Linked DNA regions of Rattus norvegicus: region 2 is linked to region 1. The links are chromatin contacts, called in public Hi-C maps. All regions are on one chromosome and are shown on one strand. The core of a region is the stretch at or near the end of the contact, and the rest is flanking DNA. Distances in the headings are between cores, read along the strand shown.

Region 1 (6,710 bases), core at 2,350-4,849:
TGGATCATGGGTTGTCAAGTTCTTTTGTTCATCTCCACAACCCCACAGCCTGCCCTATTGTCCAGTCACATTGTCATTTAATCCTTGCCCACAAGTTTCACAGTTGTCAGAGTCTTCATTCGGATCTACGAGAACATCTAGATTAAGATCTGGTCCTTCACCCAATGGTCCTATTGAAGCCACGCTGGATCTCTACCACCCATTCCATTGTGTCCTCCTGCTGGCCAACCCTAGTCATGGGTCCATGACCAAATCCCTCCCCTCCCCTGCCCCAGTTATCAGGGCCACTCATGCTCCTATTCTTCTTTTGTCTGGAAAATCCTCCAGACTCCTGCCCATAAAGACCCACGATGCTGTGGCTGTCCTGTCAGGATTAACTCTGCTGTGCTCTGATCTCTATATTGATTTGAAGCTACGTTTTAGGGTCCAATCTGGAGAGGGTAAATTAGCGAGAGGCTGCCACCCACAGGTGCATTGTTGACCCCAGCTACTCTGCTATCCACAGCTTCTGGGTTGCTCGTGGGTGTTCTACTGAGAATATCTGAACATGAAGAGGAGTAGTTAGCGTGAGGATAGGATGGGGGTGCTGTGAGTGGCTGCTGCATGGGGTAGCTCCCAGGTGCCTGGGGATAACTGTAGTCACTCTGCTCATATCTCAGACTGTGCTGTACTATCTCTCCCTGTGCATCTCTCTCCCTATGCTAGATTGGAGTTGACTATTCTCAGGGTCTTGTTATCATCCTGAGGTCTTGCATGTATAGTGGCTGTCGTCTCCAGTCCATAGGCTAGGTAAGCAGACTGGGTGGCATACAAGACTAAGCTGCCTAGAAGCCTGGATTGTGGTGACTGGAGCAGTGGTGTCATAAACACCAGCAGCAAACTGGGACAGGTTGGCTGTATGCCTCTGGGCTGTTGAGCAGGATCAGCACAGGAAACTGTCCATACGAAGTCACATATGTAGTCTGCCCATTGGTGACAGTGGTCTGAGCTGAGTACCGTTGACATTAGTAGCTCCTCATAGGTTCCACATTTTGTTGCCCATCTGTCTGGGTGGTCTGGGTGTTTCCACGGATTGGATGAGTGGTGTAAGGACCATAGCCATACTGGGTGACAGCTTAGCTGTAGGTACTGGAACCTGTGGACTACATTTTCTCTCCTAAATGTACTAAAAATCAGCCACCTAAGGAAATCCTATGAGATAGATTTTTGGAATAAATAGATGTTTTTTCTTTAATATATATTATATAAAGATAAAGAGTATATATTTATACATTTTATAAATATATAAAATATAAACAATATATATTTATATAATAGAGTATATACTATATTATTACATAGTTATCGCATACATAAATATTACACACTATATAATTCATTGTATTATACATAATATATTATGTATAATTAATATATATTACAAGTATAGATATTATATAATATATTTTATAAAGGATAATATATATAAAGAATATAATACATTTAATAATAAAGATAATATATAAGAATATAAGAATAAAATTTAGTAACATATTTAATAATAAAGATAATATTTTTAAATATATATTTAAAGATATAAATATATTATATATGTGACATATATCTTATACATGTACATAAAGATATATGTGAAGACATGTAAAATAAAATATATCTTAGATATAATATATCTTTATTATACATGTATTTGCATATGTATTTTTATAGCTTATAGTTGCTAAACCTAACCAGGACTCCAATGCTCTAAATGCTCTCAGGGGCTCTGAGATTTTTATACTTTAGAGGAAGCAGGAATGAGGAAATTTGCTGAGAAGAGGGATATTTAAGGAGAGAGGCAGGGAAAGGGGGAAGTTGTGGGGAATGCCCGTGGTCCCTCTGGTCACAGGGCTGCCTGTAGCCTGGGGAAAGTGCAGCAGATTGTGTCAGTCCTGGAAGGTAGTTATGAGGCTATCACTTAAGTGTAGAGGTGGGGATCAGAGATGGATGAAGCTTACGGTCCCCCAAAGAAGGCTTTTGAAACATTTTGGGGATCCCTCCCTGAATAGCTGGAGATGTTAAAGCTTAGAGCTAAGATCACTGTGGTTCTGAGTATGCGTTACTCAGGTTAGGACCACTCAGATGTCACAGTAAATCTAGACTTGAGAGTTTGTGGTGATCACTAGTATTGAGTTTTTTCTTCATTGAATATAAATCTGTTCATTAGTTCTAAGATTTTGCTTGATTTGAAAGGACTGGATTTTTGGGTCTCGGAAAATGAAGACACAAAATAAAATAACAATATAGGAATATTAATTGTTTTGTCTTGTTTTCTGTTTGTTTTTCAATACAGGGTTTCTCTGTGTAACCCTGGCTGTCCTGGAACTCTCTATGTAGACCAGGCTGGCCTCCAACTCAGAGATCCATCTGCCTCTGCCTCCTGAACACTGGTATTAAAGATGTGCATCGCCACCACTCGGCAGTATTAACCTTGACTATAAATACACTTTCATATTAGAAACACTGAGGCGTGAATTGTTGATAGCTGCATTTTTAGACTCGAGAAGATCAACTTACTATAAAATCACAGAAACTCAACTTGTGAGTTGTGTAGGTAATCAGACTACAGAGTTGCATCCTGTCTGCCTACTTACCCGGTAGGTCTTTGATGTTAAGGTGAGCTTAAAGCTTGTGTTACTTGGAAGAAGGACAAGGTGAGCACTGGGGGACTGCCCTGCCCTGTAGTGTAGTCATGACTGTAACAGTGACTGCTGAAGACTGATGACCATTGGAGACACTGCCTCTGAAGCTTCGGGTATGTTAGCGCGAGTCTGTGAGCTCCGCATCCCTCTGTAACCAGGAGACAAGGGTGGGGTGGGGGGGGGTTCGCAATCCCATTTTACAGACAAGGAAACCACATCTTAGGATTTTGTTGTTACCTATTTTTATTTTCTCCCAGCAGGGTCTCGTGAGCCCATGCTGGCGTCTAACAGACTACCGGGCAGAGAACACCCTTGAACATTACCCTCTTGCTTCCGTGCCCCAGATGCTGGAATTATGGGCCTGCATCACCACACAGCTTTCCAGCTCAGAAGGTTTAAATATCCCACGGCCATAAAGCTTCAAGACAATGGAGACACGATTTGAAACACACAGGTTGACTGATCCGAAGCTCACTCGTCAAGGGCAGGGAAAGGTGAAATGGTTAAGTCTCAAACTAAGGTATAGACAAGGTCAAAATGGCAAGAGTCCTTGCAAGGGATGGGGGCTTGGCATACGGCTGTGTGGCTCCTTTCTTTGCTCCATAATAATAACCAGACACGGCAGGCAGGGAGCACTTTGTGTGCACTGCCTTTTGATGCTAGCAGCAGCCTAGAGGAACTACTATGGTTTCCGTTACACAGACAAGGCAACTGAGGCTGGAAAAACAATCCGTTTGGTAAGTTTCAACGAGCGTCTGTTTGGCTCCGTGTTGAGCTCATGAATGTAGATTATCTTTTGACCAATGTGACTTCTGTTTTCCCTGACATACCAAGGCATCTTTTCAAAAAACTGTGTTTCTCTTTCTGTCCCTGCCCGCCAAGCCCCCTTAGGGTGTGTGTGATCTCTCAGCTTCATTCTCTCGAAGTTCACACTAGAGGAGCCACACGGTGGCAGTGTAACCTCACAGAGTTCAAACATGAGGAAGGAAAAAAAAAAAAAAAAAAAAACCCAAAACCAAAACCCAAAAAACCCACTTGTTTCCACTACACTAGGCAGGCCAGACTCAAGTCTCACAAACAGACATGGATGGGCAGACTGGCTTTAATTAGACTGACCTTAGCATTTTACACTTCCTGGGCACAGACACACAGGATGCATGCTCCACAAGCCAGGTACTCCCAGGAGTAAAGATTCCAGAGACCCCAATGGCAGGGTGGTGATCCATAACATCTGAGAGCCTCCCCATAACATCAAGACCTCCCCAAACCCAGGAAATGCGAGGCCGACTATTTCAAAAATATTTTGTATCTGATTCTCACAAGCTCCTCCCTCTTTTGACTTTCTGCACGAGGTGGGGGGATTGTCTGAAAGAACAAAAGGAGGGAAAGAAAAACAAATTAGGGGAAAGAAAGAGGGTCAGCCTTGGCTTCAGAAGAGCCCAGAAACTCCAAGAACTCTGTGGATACTTGACACTAACCACAGTACCCAATATCCCCGACACACTTCCTTAAGCATGAGAAGACTTAGCCAATGCCTATTTTACAGTCTGTGAGATACTTTGTTACAAATTTATGATGTATCTTTAGGTGCTGTGTGATGGAAGCTGTTTCTCCAGCACTTTGCTTTCTTTCCTCCCAACTAAGAAAAAAAAAGCCTGAGATCCTTCTATATTATAAGAGGGAGGAAGACTTGGCCACTAGGAGAGAAACCAGCAAGTGATCAAGAGAAAAAGATCCTTACCAATCTAGGAATGCAAAAAAACAAGATTCACGAGGCTGATGGGACACAGATATTTTTATTTGTATCTTTCGAAGTCGTTTTGGAGTAGATGGTAACCAGGGAGAAAAATGCTTTTCAAGACAAGTGGCAAGATTCACACTCCTGACTGCTTGTTTTAGGAAGAGTCTTCGGGGCCAGTTGTGTTTTAGAGATTCGTGAAATCCCTCTTCCCAGGTGCCTGAGTCGTCTGCACTTAGGCCAGCATAAGGAGCCTGTATGCTTTTGTTTGAAACCCGGCCAGCTAGTCTCTGGCTTTATTATGACTTTGGCTCCTGCAGCTGTCTCTAACTCACCCATGGGCCACATGCATCATCCCGGGATAACTTAATATGGCTTAGCACAAAATTATGCACTTACTTAAAACATGAGAGTATTTTTTTTAAAAAAAAAATTATGTAGTTCTCAAGAATGAACTTTGTAGGTGAGAAGGTCATGTTGCAAAGTCAAGAGTTTGGACCCATCTCACAAGGCCTGTTCCTCAACCCAAGTTCTCTCATCTGAAAAATGGGGACGATTACAGTAGCTTCTCTATTTTACAGGTTATTGGAAGAATATGTAAAAGACTAGGATCTAGTAGGCCCTTAATAAACACTGACTGTTCTTAACAAATGTGTCCCGTTATGATAGCAAGAGTCCAGATCATGTTAGATACTACTGAACGAACAATGAAGAGAGAGCTGATCTGGTTTGGAGCTCGACAAAAACATGCTCAGGTCTTTTCAGGGCTCTAGCTCTGTGCTTGGATCTCTCGGAGATGAAGGTGATTTCCTTTATACTTATATAGCATACTTGGTGACCAACAGGCCAGTTACAGACAGTAAGAAGGAGGCATTAGCAGGTCCCTGAGGTCAGAGGTCTCTAGTCTTGATGGGTTCCTGAAGAGATGTTTCAACAAATGGCGGCATTCCTTGACAACAGTTTTGACCTGCTGGTTTCCTGTTTCTTCCTGTGTAGAGTGACGCCCATGTCTAAAACGAAGCAACCTACTGCTGTCTTCCTGTCCTTCCCGCACAGAGCTGAGAATGATTACAGAAATCCCTGCGGTGTCTAGACGGTGGCTTTCAGACTGGGTTACATTGGGACTTGTTAGAAAGGCAGGTCTCGGTGCCCTACTCCTGTCACCTGCCGAGTCTGGGGTGCTGAGGCAGTAGCTCCTAGTGGTTTGTGCTTAATACAGTTTGGGATGATGATTCTCAAACCTACACTTATTCCTCTAACTTCAAATTACAGCCTCATGGGACCAGGGGAAAGCTCTGAGCATGTTTCCAGGAACCCAGCAGAGCGGATCAGGATGCCTTTTCATTTTTTATTTGTATGGTCTTATCAGCATTTGTAACGTTATCTCCTATTTTGTCTGTAAAGAAGCCAATGGGGTTTGGAATCTTTCAAGCCTTTGCCTGTGTGTTGTACAAATGTTTGACTTTTGTCTGTTGCTTGTTGTTACAAACTACGGGGAGAAGCACTAACTGAGATCCCCCCTCAAAAACCACCAGCACGGACAACACAACAAACGAACGAACAAACACTACACAACTCAACAAAAAAGGCAGCCCCCAAATAACACATAGCTCTGTGTGTGTGTGTGTGTGTGTGTGTGTGTGTGTGTGTGTACACGAGCACATATGGAAAAAGCTGCAGTTTGTCTTCATGAGGCTCTGACAATAGTCAGTGCTGTTTGGAACAGTGCAGCACTAATAAAATCAGTTGCAGGACATGCACCACTAAATAAAGCACCATGGGTAATTTACAAACTGCCAACATAAATATTTTTTTCATTCTTTCCCCTAATGCATTCTTCTTTCTTGTAAGTAGAGAAACTGAGGTTCGGAAGTTTATGCTTTTATCATTGGCCCTATGAATTTGGGGAAGCATCCTAGAATTCAAACAATCCCTTCTCTTGAGTAACCATAGTGGCTGGGGCAAGCAGCTGGCTTCTATGTGGCAGGCACCACACCAGGCATGTTCTGTGTCTCACTCAATCTACCGAATAACTCTAAAAGGTAGGAATTGAAACGCTGCTGTCTGAGCTGGGCAACCTAGCCAACTGTCTCACAAAGGGCAGGTAGCTCGCCCATGCCCACACCGTCTCAGGATGCAGTGAGCTAGGACTGAGAGGTTTGTGTTTTATAAGGATTGAAATGATGGTATATAGCAGGATGTTTAGGTATACACTGTGGGCTGCGTAAGTCGGTACTTAACACACACACTGTCTCACATGTTTATACTTTTGTGTGATGCAAATACTTAAATTA
Region 2 (7,293 bases), core at 4,200-6,699, 200 kb after region 1:
ATAGAGCATGGCAGTGGGGCCTGTAGGGCTCCCTCTCAAAAGTGGGGATGGCCAGAGATAAGACTACTGTCTTTTTCTGTCTCCAGGCTCTGCAATCCTTCACAGACTCCAGAGGGAAGAAAAATAACAGGCAGGACATTCACTTCTGTATGACCTGCCTTTAAAAGGAAACTCTAGAAACGGTCTTCGATAATATCACAAATGACATTTTTGTTGTCATTGCTCTTCCTTTGGTTTTTCAAGACAGGGGTTCTCTGTGTGACTCTGGCTGACTTAGAACTTGCCATGTACACCAGGCTGGCCTCAAACTCACAGAAATCTGCCTGCCTCTGCCTTCCTAGTGAGCACTTGGATTAAAGGAGTAAGCCACTACCACCCAGAGAATACATTTTTTTGTTTACTCAGATGAAATTTTCAAAGGGAGGAAGTAGGAAGGAGGGAGGGCAGGAGAGAGAGAGAGAGAGAGAGAGAGAGAGAGAGAGAGAGAGAGAGAATGAGAAAGAGAGAGAACTCAATGCTAAGATTCTTCACATAGCCTATTCTATTTAGCCTTTACTTCCAGTTGTGGAAAGAGAGTCAACATTTTGGAGGACCCATCACTTCTGCTGAGAGCAGAAGAGAGGGGCTGTGAAGGTGCCAGACAGGAATAGAAGGAGGCAGATTCGTGTGAACAGGGCTGCAACCGTCTCCGCTCACACTGCAAGTGTCTGCTTGCAACAGAATCCAGGGAATAAGGAACACAGGAGGTCTGTACTGACCCTCAGAATGTCTCCGGGGAACTCCCCAATGGACTCTGTTATTCTCAGTCTCTGCCTCTCAAGAACCCTTAGTTGAATTGAGATTAAGAACCCTGTTAAGACAACTTCCTGTCCTTTTCATCCCCAAACAATGGAACATTTGGGAAGTTTTCCTTCACTTAGGTTTGATTAGACTCCGTCCTAAATTGTGAGGTGTATAAGCTGTGGAGAGGTGGGCATCCAGAAATTGTGTTAGCTAAGAAGCATTGACTCTTGACTTGGGCCTGTAAATACTCACAAGCTGAATGAAGTCCGGCTTCTTTGCCCTCATTTGGGGTCTGGCTTCTTTACTTCAGTGGAAGGCACAGTGGTACGTTACTGTCCATAAATTGTGTCATCTTGGATTCCAGGAAGATCAGTCCTCGTGGGACAAACACCCACTGCTCAGAAGAAGAATGTTGTTTGTGAGGGTGAGATAAACAGATTAGCAAAATAACATAGGGCACAAGATGTTTTATGTACTCCCTGAGAAGGCACGGTAACCAATCAGTGAATTGTTCTTATCTTTGACGTCTCAAAGCAAATAGCACACATGCAGAGACATCTGGCTTTCATTTCTGTGTAAGAGGCAGGAATAAGTTAAATATAAATGTATATATCGTCCAAACATAGAAACGTTTCTGTATCAAATAGCTCATGGAATAAGGTAATGATCACCCCAAGTATTTAATACATAAAGTGAAGCTGGTTCTCCCAAAACAGTCATAAATATTAATCTAGGGAACAAGGACTTCATTTAACTCTTGAATATACTAAAATACAGAAGTATTTGGCACATGGCATTGTTAGTATTTTGTCTAAGCTCCGTCGTACACTTACCTGCCAACAGCCAGGTGTGCCTGGCTCACTATAAAAGGGTCTGCTTGCCCCCTCTCTTGTTCTTCCCTTCTTGTTCCCACTCTCTCTCCATCTCTCCGCATGCTCATGCCTGACTTCTACTCCTCTTCTCTCTCTCTCTCTCTCTCTCTCTCTCTCTCTCTCTCTCTGCCTCTATTATCCTCTCAACTCTTCTCCCCATGCCCTGAATAAACTCTATTCTATACTATACCTTACAGTGGCTGGTCCCTCTGGGAAAAGGGATGCCTCAGCATGGGCCTGCAGAGGTAACCCTTTCCCCACACCTCACTTCATATCCATAAAACAAATACCTCTCTCTTTATCTTTATATAAATGCATCAGGCATTAATATCACTCCACTAGGAAGACAGTCATCTCATGACATTTATCCATATACGCGCGCGTGTGCGCACACACACACACACACACATTTTTTTCTTTGAGACAAAGCTATGCTACATAGCCCAGGCTAGACTCCAATCCATGATCCTACAAATTCAACCTCCACAGTGCCGAGGTTCTAAGCCTGTGCCTCCACGCCTGTCTGGGCAAAAAAAAAAAAAAAAAAAAAAAAAAAAAAAAAAAAAGAATACGTCTTATTAAATTGTGTGGAATAAGGCAAATTCTCTTCTCTATTTGTCTCCAATTCCTAATCTGAGAAGAAAACACTTGACTCCTAGCTTGTGTTCCTTACTGCCATTAAAGACATCACCTGCAGAGACAGCTTGTCAGAGGGGGTGTGCCCTCCGCAAGTGGCTACCTGCCACCCTACTAATAGACCCAGCAATGACTGGGGTGTTGGCTTCATAGATGCCCTTGGCCTCAGAATAATGATGCTGTAGAATCCTCTGGTAGATGCCTCTTCCCTCAGGTGAAACTGTTCTGTGCTGAGCAGCTTTTGATGGAGTGGCCGTGAACTAATCCTGAGACGATCCAGTGCTGAGGCAGCTGTTGCCGACTCCCTTCCACTCCTCCAGTCCCCCTAAGGAATGTTGCTGAGTTTCAGAGATCACAGACATTCAGACATCAGCAAAATACCTTTTCTTCTCATCTTGTTAAGAATCTCAACCATCCCTATGGGTCTTGAGATGGACTGTCAGAGAGAGAGAGAGAGAGAGAGAGAGAGAGAGAGAGAGAGAGAGAGAGAGAGATACTCTGAGCCTGGCCACTCACGCTGCTTTGAAGATGGCTGGTGAGATGAGCTCCTGAGAGATTGTCTCTGTTTATTTTCTCCTGAGGCAAGGCCTTTGCTGACAGCAGTTCCAGGTACCAGATAGCCCGTCATCATAGGCTGTCCTGCTTTGCTGTGATAAAACTGCATCGCCAGAAACAATTTGGAGAGGGAAGAATTTATTTTCTCTTATACTTCCAGATTACAGACCACTGTTGAGGGAAGCCGAGGCAGGGCAGGAATCTGGAAGCGGGAACTGAAGAGGAGACCATAAAGGAGTGCTGCTCACTTGCTCCCAGTGGCTTGCTCGGCCTGCTTTCATAGACATCTCAAGACCACCTGCCCAGGGAGGATGCCACCCACGATGGGATGAACCATACCAATCACGAATCAAGAAAATGTCCTCAGAGACGTACCCACAGGCTAATCTGATGGAGATGACTCCTCAGTTGAACTTTCTTCATCACGGATTAATTTGTGTCATATTGACAAAAGAATTTACCACCACATGGGCCATGCCCACTTCTCTTAAGCCATATGAGCTGAATTTAAAGGTAGAGGGATTTATTTATTTATTTATTTACACCCCAAGTGCTTCTCCCTTCTCCTTCCCCTTCAACTCTGAGAGGGCAGCCCTTTTTCCCTACTTCCTTGGGGCATCAAGTCTCTGAAGGATTAGGCCCACCCTCTCCCACTGCAGCCAGGCAAGGCAGCACTCTGCTACCTATGCGATGGGGGCCTCCGGCCAGCCTGTGTATGCTCTTTGTTTGGTAGCTCAGTCTCTGGGAGCACCCAGGGCACCAGGTTAGTTAGCACTGTTGGTTTTCCTGTGAGGTTGCCATCTCCTTCAGGGCCTTCAACCCTTCCCCTAACTCTTCCATTCATATCCTTGACCTCTTTCTGTCCAATGTTTGGGTGTGGGTATCAGACAGGGGAATTCTTAAAAAAAAAAAAAGAAAAGAAAAGAAAAATGCAAGTCCTTGTCAGCTAAATTCCCCTAAGTGGCAGGCAGGAAGACATATACCATTTGAATCTTAAAGTCAGCACAAAAGATTACGAATACATGGCATATCAAGAGTGTTGTTTACTTTGAAAACTACATTAATTTTAAATTATGTGTATGCGTGTGTGCCTTCGGATGCGCATGTGTACATAAGTGTAGAAGCCCATCAAGGTCAGAAGAGAGTATTGGGTCCTCTGGAATTATAGGCGGTTGTGAGCTATCTGAGTTTTAGGAATCAAACTCTGCTACTCTGGAAGGAAGAACTCTTAACCACTGGTTTATTGCTCCTGCCCCTTATTTGATTTCAAAACAAAACAAAACAAGTACATAAGTGGGGCTGGAGAATTGGCTCAATGGTTAGGATTTGGTGTTCTCCCAGAGGACCTGGGTTCTATTCCCAGGAGCCACAAGGTGGCTCATAAAGGGGTTCCAATGCGCTCTTTTGACACCCCCCCTCCCGCAGTCAACAAGCACATGAACCCGTGCAAGCAAAACACCCACACACGTCAAGTAAAAGAAATAAATCTCCAAAATAAAAAAAGTAAAAATCTCTTTTAATCAAAGCCTATTTAGGAAATTGCCCCTGCCCAACAGGTTTAGTATATCAGTAAACAGCTAGCCACCCGGCCGGTTTCACTGCTTGCAGAACAAGTATTTCAAATAGAGACCTCAAAACAAACACCAAGCTGTTTGTGTCTCCTGTCCTTTGGTCTTAAACTCTTCAAAGAGAACATAAAAGGACAAACCGTTCATCCCGATTATCACCTGGGTTCAGAACTGAGCAACCAAAGATAATGTTTCTAGCGGACAGATGGCCCTGACAATGAAAAGGATGGGGGCGAGGTGGGGGGGCGCACGGGAAAATAACAGATAAACATTGTTTTCCGTATAGGCAAATAGACGGGCAGATGAAACAGAGGGGCGGCCTGGGAACAAGGCTGCACCTTCCCCTGCAGGAATCTGGTAGCTGGGCTCTGCAAACGTGCTCCTGTGCGTGAGCCCAGGCAGGCTAGCCTCTCAGACAGCAAAACAACATCTTTGTGGGAGCGCGCGCGCGCGCGCGCGCACACACACACACACACACACACACACACACGTTTCTGGAACTTGACAATACTCGTGAATGATAACCAGAAATGAAAGGAGGAAAGAAGACTGGAGCAATGTTTGCTTTATTCCGACTTGCCCCTTCAGGGCAGTCAGCGCTTGGCTTCCCCTCTCCACTGTGAAGACTGGGAGACTTGACACTTGCCCGCAGACCCCATGGGGAGACGTCATTTGAATGCTTGCTGCAGAACAGTGCCTGGCACTGTCAGCTTTTGTTTACTTGCCTGAATTGTGAAGATTGCAGCTGTTTCTTTCAGTTAAAAAGCAGTAGGAGAGTGTACCAACCACTCTCACATAGCCCCTCCCCCAAATGTTTGTGGAGCCCAACAGCTGTCTTCGCAAATCCCGTCATTCAGGATTGGACTGGACCTCCATCAGGAGGAACGGGGGTGGGGGTGGGGGGTGCCTATGCTGTGATTGTTGGCTGGCTCAGACTGGCAGGTCATAAAGTACTTTGTGTAGGGCCTACCTCACTTGGCCAGCTCACCCAGGGACTGGCTAGGGCCGTAGGGAGTGGAGAGGGGGAAGCAAAACCATTTATAGGACAAGGGGAATTTGAACAGGCATTGCCTCCTCTTTCTTACGCATACAGATCTGTGTGGTGATGAAGCCTGAATCCTCCAGTTTTAAGAACTGGAAGAGATAGGAACAATCTTATCCAGCAGTTTCAAATCATTTCTAGCAGCTGAAGGTTTTGTTTTGTTTCCCTCCGTCTTAGACCGGGGCTATTATGTGATAAATAAATAAATAAAAAATACCTGCAGAGAAAGGGAGGAATGCAGATGGCCAAGTGGACTGGGTATAGGAACACCAAGTTAGATAGCAAGTAAAATTAGTTCTGGGAACAGTAGGGGGAATGGAAACTGGAAAAGCCTACATGTAGCAAGGGGATTTCCACAGTTGCCCTCTATATACTGCTGCCTTTGTCAGGCATGGACTTGCTCACTCCATCAATATTTATTAAGTGCTTACTCATTCTTGGCTACTGTTTTAGCCATGCAGGGAACAGTCAAGACCTCTGTTCTCCTAGCATTTATAAAGACAGGGAAGGAGAAACGTTACAGAATGTGTACATTGGTAGGTTGTGATCTGCTCCAAGAGGAAAAGGAAAAGAGAGTAGGTATAGGGCCAGTTAGGAAAAGAGGGGACGCCAGCTCAGATCCGTGTTTAAAAGAGCTCCTTAAATCAGAGGGCTAAACTACAGAGAAGGCATGCGAGCATGGAGTTGGGGTGAGTGGATTATCCAGTTCTTCGGAAAAAGATGGGCGGCTTTATTTCCTAAAACCATCTTATTCTCAATGATCAGCAACCACTTCAACTGTTTGTTGTTTGTGTTGTTGTTGTGAGCCAGGGTTATGCTACGGACGTATGCCCTGAAACTCACTCTGTAGACCAGGCTGGCTTCCAATTCATAGAGATCTGACTGCCTCTGCCTCCTGAGGGCTGGGACTAAAGGTGTGCATCACTCAGCCCAGCTCAAACCTTTCAAAAAAAACTCCAGGCCCTCCTTGTAGTCGCCCACAGATAGGCTCCTGGTTTGCATAGTACTCTCCAAGCCTCCAGGAAAGGAACTCGACCTTCTTCCACTACCCCTGTATAACTGAGCACAATACGCAGGTTTGTTCTAGTTCAGTCTCCTCTGCCCATCCCGATGAGAGCCAAGAACAGCGAAGACTATCGTCCAAGATCACACAGGGAAATGCTAGAACCCGAACCAAGGCCCCCACTCTCACCCAGCTCCTTTCCTTTTAATTCACCAAAAAAAAAAAAAAAAAGCAAAACCCAAAACAACAAAACGAGTAAGCATTCCGTATCTTCTTCCTGCATGCTTAGGAGTGGAGTGTGCGATAGAATCTTCAGGAGTAGCGCTGACATTAAATCACATAAGTAGAAGTTTCCAGTGAGTACCCTAAGAAAAGCACCTTTAAATTTTCATAGATTTCTGTTGCAATTCGCCTTGCCGATTTCTACACCAGAGTGGAATTCTTTGTTGCTTACAACCTTCATGTCTTCTCCCTGCTGTTTGCAAATGAGTATAATTTAGCTCATTTACTTCTACCCAGTAGATTAAATTCCACTACAGAGGGGTCTGGAACACGGGGGGGGGGGGGGGGGGGGAATCAAGTTGCCAATAAAGAGAACAACAGCCCCACGGGGGGGGGGGGGAATCAAGTTGCCAATAAAGAGAACAACAGCCCCACGCAGTTGCATTTGAATGGCTTAGGTCTGGAAGCATCCTGTTGGTCTGTTTGTATTTGCACAGACGAGCTGGTCATCTCATTTCGGTTCCTTTTCAACTCAAACGTTGGATCAGCCAGGATCTGAGATAAACATCTTGGTTATCTCTGGATGCAGAGGACAGGATGCAATGGGTCTCT

Evidence for each region. A called contact is a pair of places that touch in the nucleus more often than the background predicts.
Region 2: a Hi-C map of psoas muscle shows a contact between it and region 1, with 1.8 times the contacts expected there. The contact joins two enhancer-like sites. A contact is called at or near these places in 3 of 12 Hi-C or Micro-C datasets (hepatocytes, liver and psoas muscle).

What each region holds. Positions count from the first base shown.
Region 1 is chr7:32,705,907-32,712,616 of GRCr8, forward strand. It overlaps the pseudogene Ewsr1-ps4. Among named protein-coding and RNA genes, the nearest start is that of Plekhg7, 17 kb to the left of the region's middle. Within about 2 kb of position 3,600, at least 5 of the 93 cell types and tissues checked have an H3K27ac peak or open chromatin away from gene starts, as enhancers often do.
Region 2 is chr7:32,901,137-32,908,429 of GRCr8, forward strand. No RefSeq gene overlaps it. Among named protein-coding and RNA genes, the nearest start is that of Plekhg7, 210 kb to the left of the region's middle. Within about 2 kb of position 5,450, at least 17 of the 93 cell types and tissues checked have an H3K27ac peak or open chromatin away from gene starts, as enhancers often do.